Regions from separate parts of the Mus musculus genome. Here region 2 is linked to region 1. Evidence: chromatin contacts called from public Hi-C data. All regions are on one chromosome and are shown on one strand. Each heading gives the region's core, a stretch centred on a gene start, on an enhancer-like site or on the middle of the called end of the contact. The rest is flanking DNA. Distances are from core to core; before and after follow the strand shown. Region 1 has its middle 12 kb from the start of Gm30475. Region 2 overlaps Kif6 (kinesin family member 6).

What was found. A called contact is a pair of places that touch in the nucleus more often than the background predicts.
Region 2: a Hi-C map of cerebral cortex shows a contact between it and region 1, with 8 times the contacts expected there. The contact joins two enhancer-like sites. A contact is called at or near these places in 1 of 39 promoter capture datasets (cranial neural crest), 8 of 484 Hi-C or Micro-C datasets (cerebellar granule neurons, cerebral cortex, cortical neurons and 3 more) and 1 of 115 datasets of contacts at active chromatin or transcription factors (forebrain).

The regions. Positions count from the first base shown.
Region 1 is chr17:49,182,761-49,186,059 of GRCm38.p6, reverse strand. No RefSeq gene overlaps it. Among named protein-coding and RNA genes, the nearest start is that of Gm30475, 12 kb to the right of the region's middle. Within about 2 kb of position 1,844, at least 4 of the 459 cell types and tissues checked have an H3K27ac peak or open chromatin away from gene starts, as enhancers often do. A contact at or near this core is called in cerebral cortex, where this site is marked.
Region 2 is chr17:49,897,474-49,900,772 of GRCm38.p6, reverse strand. All of the region lies in intron 19 of Kif6 (kinesin family member 6), which reads right to left. Among named protein-coding and RNA genes, the nearest start is that of Gm16555, 77 kb to the right of the region's middle. Within about 2 kb of position 1,767, at least 13 of the 459 cell types and tissues checked have an H3K27ac peak or open chromatin away from gene starts, as enhancers often do. A contact at or near this core is called in cerebral cortex, where this site is marked.

The sequences.
Region 1 (3,299 bases), core at 595-3,094:
GACAGAGACAGAGAGAGAAGCCATCAGAGCCAAGTTCTCTTTGGGGCAGACTTCAAAAGCAGAACATTGTATTAATTATTGATTTCTTTGGTACTTTGGCAGGAGTGGTACCATTCTATTTGAATCCAGAAAGCAACAATCTCATTCCCACTGTCAGAACTCCCAAGTTTGGATCAGTAAGGTGGCTCAGTGGTTAATGCTGCCAAGGCAGGCAGCCTGAATTCAATACCTGGGGCCTACATGATGAAAGGAGAAAACAGACTCCTTCAAATTGTCCCCTGACCTCCACATATTCACGATAGTATTCAAAGACACACACACACACTTTCCTTTGCTCCTAAACAGCTAAGCACATAGCTAGTAAACTGAGACCTGGGCTCTGGACTACTCCAGGAAGGGCATCTTGCCCAGCCTTCTAAGTCAGTGTCCTGTATGCTGGCTTGCTGGTCTGTTATTTAAAATACCACCGAACATGGTCCTCATGTTCAGCCAGGGTTGGGCCCTGGCCCATGGGTGCTTTAAGGATCAGATCAACACTTGTGATCCTTCCTCTGCAAGCAGACTCAGTCCTGAAGCCCCAGTGTCTGGCTGGGCCTTGCCTCTGCAGGGGACGTGGCTGGTGTGGAATTTAATCACCTCCTTAGAAGTAGAGCCCAGCTCCCCAGGGGCCGCTTGTTCACCCAGTGTGAGACCAGCAGGTTTATTTATGGTTTCTGACTTTATTTATTCTCCCTCACTGGAGCTCTTCTTCTGCATACAGAGAATGCCTTGTCTGCTTATGTGGCTGAGGGCACCCGGCTCAGGAGCCAGTAGCCTGGCTTGGACGGATGGCAGAGGGCTCCTGTCACGCTAGCTGAGAAGTGTTTCCTTCTTGGGTGATTTGTGGAGTACTGCAGAGGCTCTCTGCACCAAAGCCTCTCCCATGAGTTTCCCTGTCTTATGGCTGGGAGTGGGTGATGTGCAAGGGCTCGGGCTGTAGGAGGCTCCGATGGACCCTCTTTTGAGGTCTCAGCTCTATCTGTTGGTCACCTGCCTCAGAACAAACCTGAGGACAGCTGGGAAAGCTTATCCTGATGGGCCATGGGGAGGGCACAAGGGACAGCTGGGATGAAACTGTCATTTCTACTTGGTTCTAAATGAAACCATGTATTTTTTTTTTATTAAAAAAAAAAAAAGATGGTCTCTGTATAGCCCAAGCTGGCCGCAAATTAATTACCTAGGCTAGGAGACTGAAGTTGACCTTGAACTTGTGACCCTCTGTCTCTACCTCCAGAGTGTTGGGATTGATTATAGGCATGCACCACCATATCTGGTTTATGCAGAGCGGGGAATGGAAGAGATCATGGAAACATGCATGCAAGGCACACACACACTATTAACTGACCCCGTCCCCAGATGTTGTTTAAGCACAACACAGCCAACCTGCAGCACTCGCATACAGTTGCTATGGGCTACAAATATTTCTCCCAGGAGCCATCAGACCCTTGCTCTCCCACAGGTCCCTTGGCAGCCTTCACCTGGTGTCCACTTTTCGGCGTGGGACTGTGACCTTTATGGACACCCAGGGATGCCTTAATGGTGGCAGTCCAGCTGGTCGGGGGCGGGGGTGGGGGGGGCTGGAGAAAGGGAAGCACGAAGCTGTTGTCCCAGTGGATGAGACCAGTTCGGAGCATCTCAGTTGAGTTATCCCGGGGCATCCTAAGGAAAAACCATTTGTTCAGAACATAAGGCAAAACTTCTAGACGTTAAACCCAGGCCTCTCACATCCAGGAGGAGGAGAGGAGAAGACCCACGGGTACTCAGAATAATAAGAGAAGGACCAGGCTGTTCTATGCTGGGATGGGACCCAGAAAGGAGAAAAACCAGGCATGCAAGGCGGGGTTCCAGCATCCCACAAGCACTTGGCCTTCTCCAGGAAGCTAATTTTAGCTGTCACATTTAAGAAGGATTTGGAGGTTCTGGAGGGGAGCCAGAGCCAATAAGAAAAATGATGAAAGGTTTTTTGAAAAAAAAAAATTTAGAAGGTATAGGAAAAGCCCAAGGGATGTGGGAGTTGAGTGGGTGGAAGGAGACAAGAGGATACTCACAGTTCTCTAGTGTGATACAGAGATAGAGCCAGAGGACATGGGTTTGCACTGCAGCAAGAAAACATTAAGTTATACTGTAGGGAGTAAACTGTGGTTGAACAAGGCTTCCCTGGAGGTCTGGACCTTCTGTAGTCTCATCAAGGACCAGGCTCTAGACAACTAAAGAACGTGTAGTCGTGGAAGTGGTGCAAAGGGGAGTCGAACAGCATCATGGGCCAGAGGAGGCAGGAGAGAGTTGCCAGATCTGCTGTGGGGCATTGTATAGCCCAATGCCCCACAGTCTGCCTGTGTGTGTGTGTGTGTGTGTGTGTGTGTGTGAGAGAGAGAGAGAGAGAGAGAGAGAGAGAGAGAGAGAGAGAGAGAGAGAGAGATGAGAGGAGGGGGTTAGGGATACAGGATCCACTAAGAGCTGCCCAATATGGGTGCTGGGAACTGAACTTAGTTTTTTTTACATAACAGTACATGCTCTGACCTCTCCAGCCCCTCCACAGGATTTTAAATAAAGGTAAGACTGGATGACGTTTGTGGTCTGAGGGCTAATCAAACACTCACGTGCAAAGAGCCAGGCTTTAGAATCCGGTGTCTATGTCTTGGTCCCCCAGGAAGCATCTCATGTGAGAGAAAGTTCTAGCACAGAGGAAGGACTGGAAATGTCATGGAGGGTTAGGGAGCTAACCCATCCAATGCCAGCCTTCTCGAGAGTTCCATGGCTCATTCCCCATACCTGACCACCAGAGGGAAAGGGAAAGTCTAGAGTTCAGGGGCCAATGCCATGGTGGGGTCTTGGCCAATAGGTGCAAGGAAAAATGAGAGACACATGCTTCCTGTCTACTGAGTTGGGAGGGAAATGGAGGCACACGGGGACTTCCTGCCATTCTGAGGAGAGAGACGTGAGGAGGCAGCATCGAGGTACAGGGATGTTAAAGTGAGGTTTTGTGGGAACGCTTTCTGAGTTTCAGGTCCTCATGCACCTGCCTGGACTGAACGTCAATCTCTGGATCTTTGCCTCTTACACAGTGTAAACAATCAGACTCCTCTGTAGGACTCCACTAATAACCCTGCGTTCTGGGAATTCTGCCTCCCTCCTCCAGCCCAAGAAGGCTCCCACTACAGGGCACAGCCCAAGGAGCTGGGCCTACCCTCGGAGGACATGGCTTCAGCTCCCTTGCATCCACAGAGAAGCTCGTTTACAGCTGATATGTTGTCCCATTT
Region 2 (3,299 bases), core at 518-3,017, 710 kb before region 1:
CAGAGGTGTGGGCTGCGCAGGGAGGAGCCTCAGAACGTGAGCGGTGTCACATGTGGGTACCCTGTCCTCAAGAGAGGAGCACAGCCGACTGGCTTAGCATTAGCCATTTAAACCTTTCTGCGGCTCTGCAGTTATATCTCAAAAGATTGCTTGGAAATCACCGGAGCCTTTCCCTTCCTTTCTCCTCTGAGAAATGGGGATTATGGGATGGGTGAAGTGATAGTCGGATAAGGTGATAGCAGAGCCACTAGGGCTGCACAAGGGGTTTAGGACATGTCCTTTCCCTGTTTCTGTGAGAGTCCTAGGCATCGGGAGACTTATCTGGGAGGAGAGAGGCTGTAAGTGGTGGCTAACTGTTCTGGAGTCCTTGCCGTTCTGCTGGTAAGCCACATCCAACGGATTCTGGGGTGAGGACTTCTTTCCTCTGTTGTGTCCCTAACTTTTTTCCAGGTTTCAATCTTGTTTCAATTTAGTCCCTGCTGCGACCTGGACAGGAAGTGTCCATCCCCCTCAGAGATGTTCATGGCTGTCAGCTTTGGGGAAGAGACTGGATCCTGAGGGATCTGCCCTCATTCTCTGATGGATTCCCCATTTGATGGCATTATTAATAGACAGACGGTAGAGATCAGGAAGTGGGTCCAAGATGGAGGAAGTAGGTTACCAGCAGAGGCGGGAAGGGCATGGCTTTGGCTTCTAGTGTCTGTCTGTCTGTCTGTCTGTCTCTGCTTCCCAATCCTTCCTTGAGGCAAGCCCACATTGTCTCTCCTCAGTTCAGAGCAATTGGCTCCAGCTGACCTCAGTCTGTGAAACCTCTGAAAACATGGGACAGGATAAACCTTTCTTCGGTCAAGCTGTTTTGTCACAGCAAGGGAAAACTGAGACATGAGGCCTTTCTGTGGTCAGAGGAGGGCGCTATCATCCTCATCTTAAGAGATGTGAGCCGAGGTGGAGAGGGATTACAAAGCGGAGCCCTATGCTATCACACCTGGGAGGCCTCCATTGTGCTCCCAGCCGTCCTGACCCACTGACTGGCTCCTGGCTGCTGGTACCGAAGGCACCTTATCCCTTGACTGTACGGGTCCCCTGCATGGTCTCTGATGACCACTGCATGCTTGTGGATGCACGATCCACATCCAGTACCTTGCTGCCTGCAGTGTGCTCCTTGCCCACGACTCCTGGCTGCAGGATCTCCACATCCCTCTTGTGGAGGAGCACAGGAAGGTTGCCGTTTGCTCCCGGTCTCTCTAGGCTATCCTGCAATATGCTCTGCCATATGGACTTGGAGAGCCTCTGATCTTACGTTGGGATGCTCCACTGAAGAGTGTTGTCAGAGGTGAAAGGGGCTTGACATGTCAGAACCTTCATTTTATAGCTGGGCGACACTCAGGTAGGGAGGTGGGCCAGGGTGACAGACACGTGAGAGATAGCTTAGTAAGTCCACTGTCATCTCTCCAAGCCCTCGATCAGGCCCACAGCTTGCTTTCCCACATATGAGTTTGGCTAGTTGCCTAATGCCAACCGTCTGCTCTCCCACCTGACATGATGATGAGGCCTCTTTACCCTGGGGCTGTCTCCACAGGCTCAGGACTGTGAATCGGATAGACAGGAAGGAAAGCCAGAGTGTGTGGCTCCCAGCCCCCCCGCCCCTCACACCTCCGTGCTCATCCCCTAGCTGTCTAAAGTGTCTCTGTGGCACCCTAGAGGGGGAACGGGAGACTGGAGCTCCTCTTTGCTGGGGCTGATGTGGGGTACTGCAGGACCAGAGATGACCACAAGGTGGCAGACTCTGCACACGCTTCTTGAGTGAATGGCTGCCATAGTTTTGGGGTTTCTAGAGGAACCAGGAGGAAGCTGGGGAAAGCCTGGAATATGGAAAGAGGGGTTTCTTCCCACAGGTGCTACCTTCACAGCAGGTTAAGGGCAGTTTAGAAGCAGTAGTGGACCTGTGGGAATAAGCCACTGGCTGTCAAACGGCCCTCTCACGTGATGGACTCCCAGTTTAGCTTTCTTTAGCTGCCAGGGAATGTTCAGGGTGCCACATTGCTTAGGTCCAGGACCGAATAGTGGAGTGTGAGAGGTGAGCCAGACAACAGGGCGGAGGGATGTGACCACCAGGAAGAGAGCGGCAACCAGGGGCTCCTGTAGAGCTCAGCTGCCTGGTCTATCCTCTCAGGCGACTCAGGCAGGAGGATGGCACCCTGTGAAGTGTGGAGGGAAAGCACTCCCAGTTCCCGAGCTGCCCCCCACTCTGGGATACCACAGTTCAGATCTTCCTGCCTCTGTTTCCCAAGTGCTGGGGTTAAAGGTGTGCGCCACCAAGCCCAGCCCTACTAATTAACTATTAGTTACCATTAGTAAACATTGCACATTTAAGTGTCCTGGGTATATTTTGGGACAAGTTTCTTGTAACGTGTGCACTTTGCAAATATCCTCTGTTTTGTACATCCTTCTTTTTCTTTTTCTTTTCTTTCTTTCTTTTTTTTTTCTTTTTTGGTTTTTCGAGACAGGGTTTCTCTGTATAGCCCTGGCTGTCCTGGAACTCACTTTGTAGACCAGGCTGGCCTCGAACTCAGAAATCTGCCTGCCTCTGCCTCCCGAGTGCTGGGATTAAAGGCGTGCACCACCACGCCGGAGTCCTTTTATTTTTATTTCGTTGGTTCTTTATTTATTTGTGAGTGCGTGTTTGTCTGAGTGTATGCACACGTTTGTTTAAGGATGCCTGTGGAAGTCAGAAGATGGCATTGGATCCTGTGAAACTAGAGTTGCTGGTGTTTGTGAACAACCCAAAGTGGGTGCTGGGATCTGTGCCTGCAGCACAGAGCAGGGTGGCTTTTAACTGTCTAGCCATCTCTCCAGCCTAGTGGCATCTCTTAAGAATTTAATAAAGTTCCATTTACTGTCTTTTTCGTTTCTGAATTTACTGAATTTATTTTTAAAACATCCAGGCATCCCAACAAAACGCAGTTGTTTCTCTGTGGTGAGAGGTGGGCACTGTTTCCTGCAGCACAGTGCCACGGAAGCGTGGGCACTACAGCCTGGCATGATCTGGGAGGCCTGGGCGAATGTCAACCAGAACAATTTTTTTTAGGTAAGATTTTTTTTTAAATTAAAATATTAATTTTTCATTATGTATGTGTGTGTGTGTGCCCACAGAAGCCAGACCTGTGGGGTTTGCCTTTTCCTCTGGAGCTGGAGCTACCAGTGGGGTTGTGAAAGACCTGGGCTGGCTGCTTGGAACCAGACTCAGGACCTCTGCAAAGGCAGCGAGTGCTCTTAGCGGCTGAGCCATCTCTCCAGCC